3 separate regions of the Mus musculus genome follow, and regions 2 and 3 are each linked to region 1. A link is a contact called in public HiChIP or PLAC-seq data. All regions are on one chromosome and are shown on one strand. Each heading gives the region's core, a stretch centred on a gene start, on an enhancer-like site or on the middle of the called end of the contact. The rest is flanking DNA. Distances are from core to core; before and after follow the strand shown. Region 1 holds the start of Ints8 (integrator complex subunit 8). Region 2 has its middle 30 kb from the start of Virma. Region 3 overlaps Ndufaf6 (NADH:ubiquinone oxidoreductase complex assembly factor 6).

The links. HiChIP or PLAC-seq counts read pairs in DNA pulled down with a chosen protein or histone mark.
Region 2: a contact with region 1 is called in an H3K4me3 HiChIP or PLAC-seq map of the 230-238 cell line, with 18 read pairs. The contact joins the enhancer-like site here to the promoter of Ints8 in region 1. A contact is called at or near these places in 6 of 39 promoter capture datasets (the 3T3-L1 cell line, the C10 cell line, cranial neural crest and 2 more), 3 of 484 Hi-C or Micro-C datasets (the G1E-ER4 cell line, LSK cells and embryonic stem cells), 12 of 115 datasets of contacts at active chromatin or transcription factors (the 230-238 cell line, the SCID.adh cell line, embryonic forebrain and 6 more) and 3 of 9 other capture datasets (adipose tissue, macrophages and pancreatic islet).
Region 3: a contact with region 1 is called in an RNA polymerase II HiChIP or PLAC-seq map of embryonic stem cells, with 12 read pairs. The contact joins the enhancer-like site here to the promoter of Ints8 in region 1. A contact is called at or near these places in 7 of 39 promoter capture datasets (the C10 cell line, cranial neural crest, embryonic stem cells and 4 more), 2 of 115 datasets of contacts at active chromatin or transcription factors (CD8 T cells and embryonic stem cells) and 3 of 9 other capture datasets (adipose tissue, liver and pancreatic islet).

What each region holds. Positions count from the first base shown.
Region 1 is chr4:11,252,892-11,255,852 of GRCm38.p6, forward strand. Ints8 (integrator complex subunit 8) reads right to left here and starts at 1,368. Exons shown (of 27, transcript NM_001159595.1): 1 at 1,090-1,368; 2 at 1-59. The coding sequence starts at 1,219.
Region 2 is chr4:11,453,993-11,456,941 of GRCm38.p6, forward strand. No RefSeq gene overlaps it. Among named protein-coding and RNA genes, the nearest start is that of Virma, 30 kb to the right of the region's middle. Within about 2 kb of position 1,304, at least 163 of the 459 cell types and tissues checked have an H3K27ac peak or open chromatin away from gene starts, as enhancers often do. A contact at or near this core is called in the 230-238 cell line, adipose tissue, embryonic limb bud and 1 more, where this site is marked.
Region 3 is chr4:11,051,899-11,054,646 of GRCm38.p6, forward strand. It overlaps Ndufaf6 (NADH:ubiquinone oxidoreductase complex assembly factor 6), which reads right to left. Exons shown (of 9, transcript NM_001085493.2): 8 at 1,534-1,590. Among named protein-coding and RNA genes, the nearest start is that of Gm35429, 15 kb to the left of the region's middle. Within about 2 kb of position 1,268, at least 26 of the 459 cell types and tissues checked have an H3K27ac peak or open chromatin away from gene starts, as enhancers often do. A contact at or near this core is called in embryonic stem cells, where this site is marked.

The sequences.
Region 1 (2,961 bases), core at 118-2,617:
AACTGAAGGTTTGGAAGCCTGCTCCAAAAACTGAACTATAAGCTGAACTGGTGCAGGATCTAGGATTTAAAAGAAATTAAATTCTTAAAGTTTTCGTTATAAAAACGCAAAAGGATTCGCGTATACTAAAGACTATGGTACTTGGGGGGCACGAAACATCTGGAGGTGTGGTCAGAGACAGCTGCAGATCGGCGTTTGCCAGCTTAATTAATAAGCAAGAGGGTCTGGGGACGATTCAAAACTGATTCATAACAAAGCATTTCACAGAGAAGAACTAAGCATTACAGGTTCCCAGTTCAAGATAAGACCAATGCCAATTGGAGGAAAGAAGTAGTGTTTTGACAGGGGTCTTTTATTGAACTGTCTCTAGCTTTGTTTCCCACCAGTAAAGTAGCGGCTAATGCCACTTTCTTCACTATAATGAAGGCTTCGCTAAGGACCGCAACCTATTTAAAGAGCTAAGCACGGAGGCTTGGCACCCTAGCCCCTAACAATGTGTCAATAGGAAAGCTCTAAAAGCACTGAGATACACTTGGTAAAACTGCCCCACCAATGATGCCAACTTTTCACAAAGTAGTCTCCTACAAGGCCAAATTCGGATGAGAACTGAGCAAACTAAAGGTAAAGACCTTACATTGTACCTTTACCAAAATGCCCGAAAGAGGAAAAGGGCCATGTTCCTTGCCCAACACGGGTATCCCTATACAACAGCCGAAGCAGCTGTTTTCGGGGGATTTATATTAATTCGGGGTTCAACAGTGAAATACACAATCCCCTGGCTGAATGAACCGAAGGCTACGGCCGGCTCTAGGCTCCGCAGAGCCGCTCTCCCCTCACGAAGTCACCCCCAGGGCCGTGCGACATCGGCGACCCGACCCCCGCACGGCGAGTGCGGGCGCCCTTCGCTGTGAGGACCGCGGCAGACCGAAAGCCTTTGTCTGAAACTTTCCGCAGACGCTCCGCGGCGACGTTCCCGGCTGAGGCACCGTCGAGCTGGGCCCAGCGGCGCCGGCCAGGCCTCAGGCAGCGGGGGACAGAAGGCAGCGGGCCGCAGACCACGCCCGCCCGCCCGCTCGCTCGCTCGCTCACCCGGACAGGCTTTGCGCAGATGCTTCTCCAACAGCGACTCCTCCAGCAGGAACTCGAACCAGCAAGTCTGCGGCGGGGTGCAGGGCCGGCTGGAGGTGGCCGCCTCCCGGTCCGCCGCCTCCGCGCTCATCCTGCCCCCGCCGCCGCTGCTCCCGCCGCCTCCGGGCTCCAACCTGACCCTCGCCCAGTCCCTTTATCCAGCGAAACCGCCCGGAACCTCTAGTCAGCTCGCACAGCCCAAGATGGCGTAGTAGTCGGCCAGAGTCCGGCCCCGGATCCGCAGCTAGCCACGCTCTCGACCAATCCCAGTTAGACTTCGGAGGAAAGGGGCGGGAACAGCAGACTGCTCCGCCCCTTAGCTGCCATGGAGTCTCCTGGCCCTTCAGAAGCTAGATTCTGGCGGGGCTCTCCAGATTCTCTGGACATTCCCAGAGAAAATGAAGCGAGTTCGATGTCTTCGTAAGAAAACCAAAGAGACCAAATCTAGTTGCTTTGTCTTGGGTGCTTTACCTTTTTGAGACTCCTTCCAGCCTAACTCCTCTCCCCGTTTCCCAAGGCTTATTACATAATTAAGATCCAACTTTCCTGGGGTTGGGGATTTAGCTCAGTGGTAAAGTGCTTGCCTAGCAAGCCCAAGGCCCTGGGTTCGGTCCTCAGCTCCGGAAAAAAGAAAAAAAAAAAAAAAAAACAAACTTTTCTGCGACTTCCCAAGACTAACTCTCGGAATAAGAAGCTAGTTAATTTTCCTCAGATCTCCAGTCTAGGCACAGTAAACCCTATTTTACGCGTTCCACCATTCTGAAAGGTCCTTAAGTATCATTATCAATAAAACTAAAAAGCATGGTGTAGTGGGGCATTCCTGTAAAACCCAGCACTTGGAGAGCAAAAGCCAAAGCCAGATTGGTCCTTCTAGAGAGTTCCTGTGATCAGCTGACTGGCCAGCTGATCCGGACAAAATACATCCAGAAGAAAGTTTGAAGAAAACTCCCAGACATCCTATACACACCTCATAGAAAATTTCAGATATGTGTTACTAAAGATGATTGTTTTCATAAAGGGACCCTGAGAAACAAAGAAAAAAATTCAGATTTAGTCAGTTTCTTTTAGATGCTTCTCCTGTTTTGTTTTGCTTTGTTTGAAACAGGGTTTCACTCTGTAGCCCAGAATGACCTGGAACTATGTAGCCCAGGCTAAACTTGAACTTGCATCCATTTTATTGAATCAACCACCCAAGTGCTGGATTATAGATTAAGCTCTTTGTGGGCTTTTTTGGGTGGTTATCTGTTGTTTTGTTTTCAGATTTCTTTTTTTTTTTTAAAGATTTATTTATTTATTATATGTAAGTACACCGTAGCTGTCTTCAGACACTTCAGAAGAGGGAGTCAGATCTTGTTACAGATGGTTGTAAGCCACCATGTGGTTGCTGGGATTTGAACTCTGGACCTTCAGAAGAGCAGTCGGGTGCTCTTACCCACTGAGCCATCTCACCAGCCCCTTTAGATTTCTTTTTAAAAGAATAAAATAAAACCATGTATAGAATATGTAAAACTATTCTATAAATATTCTGATGGATCTTATATCCTTTAGGACTAGCTGGGATAAACTGGGCAGTGGTGGCGCATGCCTTTAATCCCAGCACTTGGGAGGCAGAGGCAGGCAGATTTCTGAGTTTGAAGCCAGCCTGGTCTACAGAGTGAGGTCCAGGAAAGCCAGGACTATACAGAGAAACCCTATCTCGAAAACAAAACAAAACAGGAATAGCTGGGATAGCAAGCCTTTGATTGATCGAATCGAGGCTTTTATAAACCAGCAATAAATTTAAAGCTATTATAAAGTCATGTTAATGCTTTCAACTTCTTTGTATCACTTTGT
Region 2 (2,949 bases), core at 54-2,553, 200 kb after region 1:
TCTTAGAGTTTGCTTCCCTCTCCTGGCCAGATCCAGTCAGTACACTGCGGTGATTCCCAGGCTGCTTTCGTGGCTCTAAATCCTTACCATCCTTCTGTCGTTCTCCTTTGAGGAAGGTCTTTATCTGTCAGAGAGCTTCAGTTTAGAGATTTCTTTCCCTTTCCCTTCCCCTTTCCCTTCCCCTTTCCCTTTCCCTTCCCCTTTCCCTTCCCCTTCCCCTTCCCCTTTCCCTTTCCCTTTCTCTTTTTCTCCTTTTCTCCTTCTTTTTCTTTTTCTTTTTCTTTTTCTTTTTCTTTTTCTTTTTCTTTTTCTTTTTCTTTTTCTTTTTCTTTTTCTTTTTCTTTCTGATCAAGCATTCTGTCCTAAACTTTAGGACAACGTTAGCATTTTGGTTTGAATCCCATAAGGACGCAAGTAGAAGACAAGGTTTGAGTGCATGAAACATTGAGACAGTGAGACCCACAGGAACGTGCCAACATCAGCCAGTGAACTGGGAAATAGAAAATGATCGCTGACATCCGTATTTTCAATTTCTTGAGGAACAAGTAAAACACTGTGCTTATTTGTATTTTGTTAAGGAATATCTGTTTAGTCTTGTGATTTTTAAGTTGTAAACTTCATGAGTGCAGGAGTTTGCTTGTTTGAGACAGAGGCTCCCTAAATAGCCTAGGCTGGCATCAAACTCACAATCCTCCTGCCTCAGACTCCCATTGTTGAAAATTACAGTCGTGTGCCCAATAATACCTAGGTAGTATAATAGTTTTAAAATAATATAAATATAAATAATATTAATGTTCTCACTAGGTAACAAAGCAACTTAAGGAAGGAAGGGTTTAATGTAGGCTCACAGTCTACCATGGGTGGGAAGGCACCCAGGCGGGGACGTGGACACATGGTGTTTGATGCTAGGACACCCAGAGGAGAGCTAATGTTCAACTTTCTTTCTTTCTCCCCACCCCCACTCACCCCAGGACACCAGCCGTGGACTGATACTTCCCTCATGTAGAGTAAATCTTTCCAGCTCATTGGACTGAATCTAGAAACCCCACGTTCCCCCAAAGACATGCCCAGCGTTTGATTCCTAGATCCTGTCGACAGTATCAACGCTCATACTAGCGGTCCGGAATGTTAGATACTGGTCACCTAACTCTGGAACCTGATTTCTCATCCTATAGAAAAGCAGTTAGTCAGAAAGCCCTGACTAAACTCAAGTGCCAAATCGCAGCAGTGAGATGATGAGGAGGCAGGAATCCGAGCAAGGGCTTCATTGTTGTTGGCTGTAACTGGTGAAGGGGCGTAGCTTGGGCACTGGCCAATCTGAGGCAAGGAGGAAGCGGCCATAGGTGAATGAATACAGTCTCGTGTGGCAAGTCCTGTGGGGAAGTGAGTGTGCTTTCTTTCTTCCTAGAGCCTGTGACCAGCCCTCAGGGAGATGACATGTGCCGCAACATTCTTTCTGTGACCCTGTGCGGGCAGTGGTGATACACGCTCATGCTTGGTCCGTGCAGGTCCTCTGAGCTTTCCTGCATGTGGCTCCTCTGCCAACCCCTCTCCTCAGTCTATCTATGCAAGACTGGCTTCTGATCCCACGAGTCGCTTATTAAGTGTAACTGTGTTATGTAGTTCCTTCACCACACCGCCGATTCTCCCTCGGGACTCTGTTTGCTTTCTTCCTTGTGGCTTTTAATTTTTAATTGAATTTATTGATTTTCATAATAGCCTGTTTGAGCTTTTGTATCAAAGTACCATAAATTCGATAGGTTATAAGCCATAAAAAATTATTTCTCACCCTTCTGGAGCCTGGGAGTCTGAGAACAGGTTGCAGGCCACGCAGGATGGGGGCTTCGAAATCTGGAATTAGTATTCAATGAACAGGATAGCCAAGAGGAAGGCTGGAAGCTATTTCTTCTGGAGCAACTCCCAACAGATAGATCATGCACAGGAAAGTGAGTGCTAAGAAAATGGCCTTTCCTGCAGCTAGGGAGATGGCTCAGTGATTGAAAGAACTTACTGTTCCATTCCCAGCACGAGCATGACGGCTCACAATTGTCTACAACACTAGCTCTGGGGGATCTGAGATTACTAGGTCCACACATGGAACCTGCACATACACACATGTAGGCATACAGGTAAAATACAAGTAACATTATGCAGAGCAAGTTACATTTAGGAATGTGTATGTATCTACACATACATATATGCAATATATATGTATGTACCCATACATATATGCATATAGCAACAATTAATTAAAAAAAAGAGGCCATGAATTTGAAAGAGAGCAAGGAGGGACATGTGGGAAGGTTTGGAGGGAGGAAAGAGGAAGGCAAAATATTATAATTATACTCCTAAAAATAAAAGAAATAAAAAATAAATATTTTTTTACAAATAAATAGAAGGCTGCCTTACCTTTTGAACTACCACCCTGCTCCATAGCTTCTTTTCCCTTTTTCTTTCTTTTTTCTTTTCTTTTTTTTTTCTTTTTTTTTTCTTTTGAGACAGGTTTTCTCTGTGTAACAGTCCAGGCTGCCCTGGAAACTCTCTCTCTCCCTCTCTCTCCCTCTCTCTCTCTCTCTCTGATTTATTATGTATACAACATTCTGCCTCCATGTATGGCTGCTGATCAGAAGAGGGCACCAGATCTCATTATAGATGGTTATGAGCCACCATGTGGTTGCTGGGAATTGAACTCAAGACCTCTGGAAGACTCAGTGCTCCCAACTGCTGAGCCATCTCTCTAGCCACTTATTTTTTATTATGACTTGTCCAGTCCCCCCAATTAATTGAGGCAGAACCCTAAGGATTTATTTAGCATGCTTTACTGGGCAATTACCCCTATACCATTTTTCTATCCTAGACTGGCTCTTCCTAAATAACTTGCTATTTGAGTCTCGCCTCGGCTGCTCCACCAGTCTGTCCTCAGGATGCACTTCTCCTGGCCCATCAAAT
Region 3 (2,748 bases), core at 18-2,517, 200 kb before region 1:
AGCACCTTCCCTTAGCTTCTGGAGCAGTGGAATTACAGTGTGTGCCACCACAAACAGAAAAACTAGTCAAGGACTATGAAACATCTCCAAAAGCGGTGTGCTGTGACGCTCAAGCAGACTGTTCGTTTTCTAAGGTGTATTTATTTATGGGGCACCACACAGCACCTGCAATAGCAAGAAGGGCATCAGATCAGAGCTGGCTTATGGCTGACCATGAGCTGCCTGGCGTGGGGCAGCAAGTGCTCTTAACCACTGCACATCTCCCCAGCCCCTCAAGATGACCTTTTAAAAAATTATTTGTTGAAGTTTAATGAGTCTCTTTGTTCTTGCTAGAAAACAAGATTTTTTTGGACAAAAAGACTAATCACAGGTCCCTATAAAAGTCACCCTACCCAGCACCTATCACGCAAGGATTAAGGAAAGACAGGAATTGCATAGTATTCTTTAATTTTTGGTTGTCTGTTGATTTGGCTAATTTATAGTTTCCTCTTGTCTACCGCCCAGGCACTGGCATTCCTAACACGATTACACTGTAACTGAACTATGCACCTGCCCTTAAGCTACTCTATAAAACCAAAAATTGCAAGCCGGGCATGGTGGCACACGCCTTTAATCCCGGCACTCAGGAGGCAGAGGAGGCGGATTTCTGAGTTCGAGGCCAGCCTGGTCTACAGAGTGAGTGCCAGGGCTATACATATATCTCAAACACCCCCTCCCCCCAAAAAAAAAATTTGCTTAAGTTTGCACTTCATGATTCTGAGGCCCCCAACCCTTCTCAGACAACATCCACAGCGCCCCCTAGAGTTCTGCAGCATACCCCTGGGCAGGGTCAAACAAGAATGAATGAGGCCTCTGTCTTTCTCTCCTTTTAGACTGTTTTCATTGTGTATTATGCAGTGTGTGGAGATCAGAGGAGCCAGTTCTCTTCTTACATCTTCTTACACCATGAGCTCCCGATCAACATGGTACCATAAACACCTCCACTCCCTGGAACCTCCCTGACCATACAGCTAAGAATTTTGTGGGGTCCCTTCCTTCCTACTTCCGAGTGCATGCTGGGGGTTGAACCCAGACTGCTGGTTTATATAAGAAACACCGTTACCTGCTAAGCCATCTTACAGGAAGGGAATTTGAGCCCAGGAAACTACCTTTTAAACTGTGTTTTCAGGTTCTTTCAATACAACCAGCTCAGCAATGCCCTGTGAGCTGACGATACTGCATGGTCAGGTTACCATGGAGACACTCCAACCAGGTGGCTCCTTTTGTAATTCTCATTTTACTGAGTACAATTGAGGAACACAGGGGTTAAAGAAATTAAGGCCCCAAGGCTAGAAAGAGACAGAGTGGAGTAAAGACAAGCTAGCCTGGCTGCAGAGCCTGTGCTGACCACATCACAGAAAACCCACGTGCCATCATAGACTAATCAAGCCACCATGAGGAAGGGAAACAGAATCAAAAGAAGTACTCTGGAGACTCGAGAAATGTCCCCAGCCTGCTCACTAGGCACCCAGCCTTCTCCACTGAAGCACTCACCGTCTGAAGAAAAGCAGGAAACGCTTCCGCAGGGACGCTTCTGTGGAAGGACCTCGCCTTAGAGGAAGAAGGAAAGAAACTGGTTGGAAAGCTTCAGGAACAGCCTCCCTGAGACCACAAAGCAGCAGTGGCTTGACAAAGGCCTCTCACAAAAGCAAGAAAACAGCTCATCTCCTGCTGCTCAAGTCTAGCTTCAAAGCCTCATGGATTTAACAAAAACCAACTCTGTCCTATCAAAGCCCCTCCCGCTATCTTTCGGCTTAGCTGTGGCACTGCCCAACTCCCTCACCACACCTCACACTAACTCTGCTTAGACAGCCTCCTGTTCAGGTGCACAGGTGACCCTCTAGTGGGTCTGCCTCTGTCTGACTCATTCACATCTTTATTCCATTATTTCACTTTCATCCTGATTAGGTCCCTAGTGATCAGGCATCGGCTATTCCTGCAATGCAAACGTCTTTTTATTTAACCTGTAATCCCAATTCAGCCTGACTCTGGCTCTCCCACACTGAGCCACCTGGTGCACTCCAGCTGATGCCATCGCTCTCCCACACTGAGCCACCTGGTGCACTCCAGCTGATGCCATCGTTCTCTCACACTGAGCCACCTGGTGCACTCCAGCTGATGCCATCGCTCTCCCACACTGAGCCACCTGGTGCACTCCAGCTGATGCCATCGTTCTCTCACACTGAGCCACCTGGTGCACTCCAGCTGATGCCATCGCTCTCTCACACTGAGCCACCTGGTGCACTCCAGCTGATGCCATCGCTCTCCCACACTGATCCACCTGGTGCACTCCAGCTGATGCCATCGTTCTCTCACACTGAGCCACCTGGTGCACTCCAGCTGATGCCATCGTTCTCTCACACTGAGCCACCTGGTGCACTCCAGCTGATGCCATCGTTCTCTCACACTGAGCCACCTGGTGCACTCCAGCTGATGCCATCGTTCTCTCACACTGAGCCACCTGGTGCACTCCAGCTGATGCCATCGTTCTCTCACACTGAGCCACCTGGTGCACTCCAGCTGATGCCATCGTTCTCTCACACTGAGCCACCTGGTGCACTCCAGCTGATGCCATCGTTCTCTCACACTGAGCCACCTGGTGCACTCCAGCTGATGCCATCGTTCTCTCACACTGAGCCACCTGGTGCACTCCAGCTGATGCCATCGCTCTCTCACACTGAGCCACCTGGTGCACTCCAGCTGATGCCA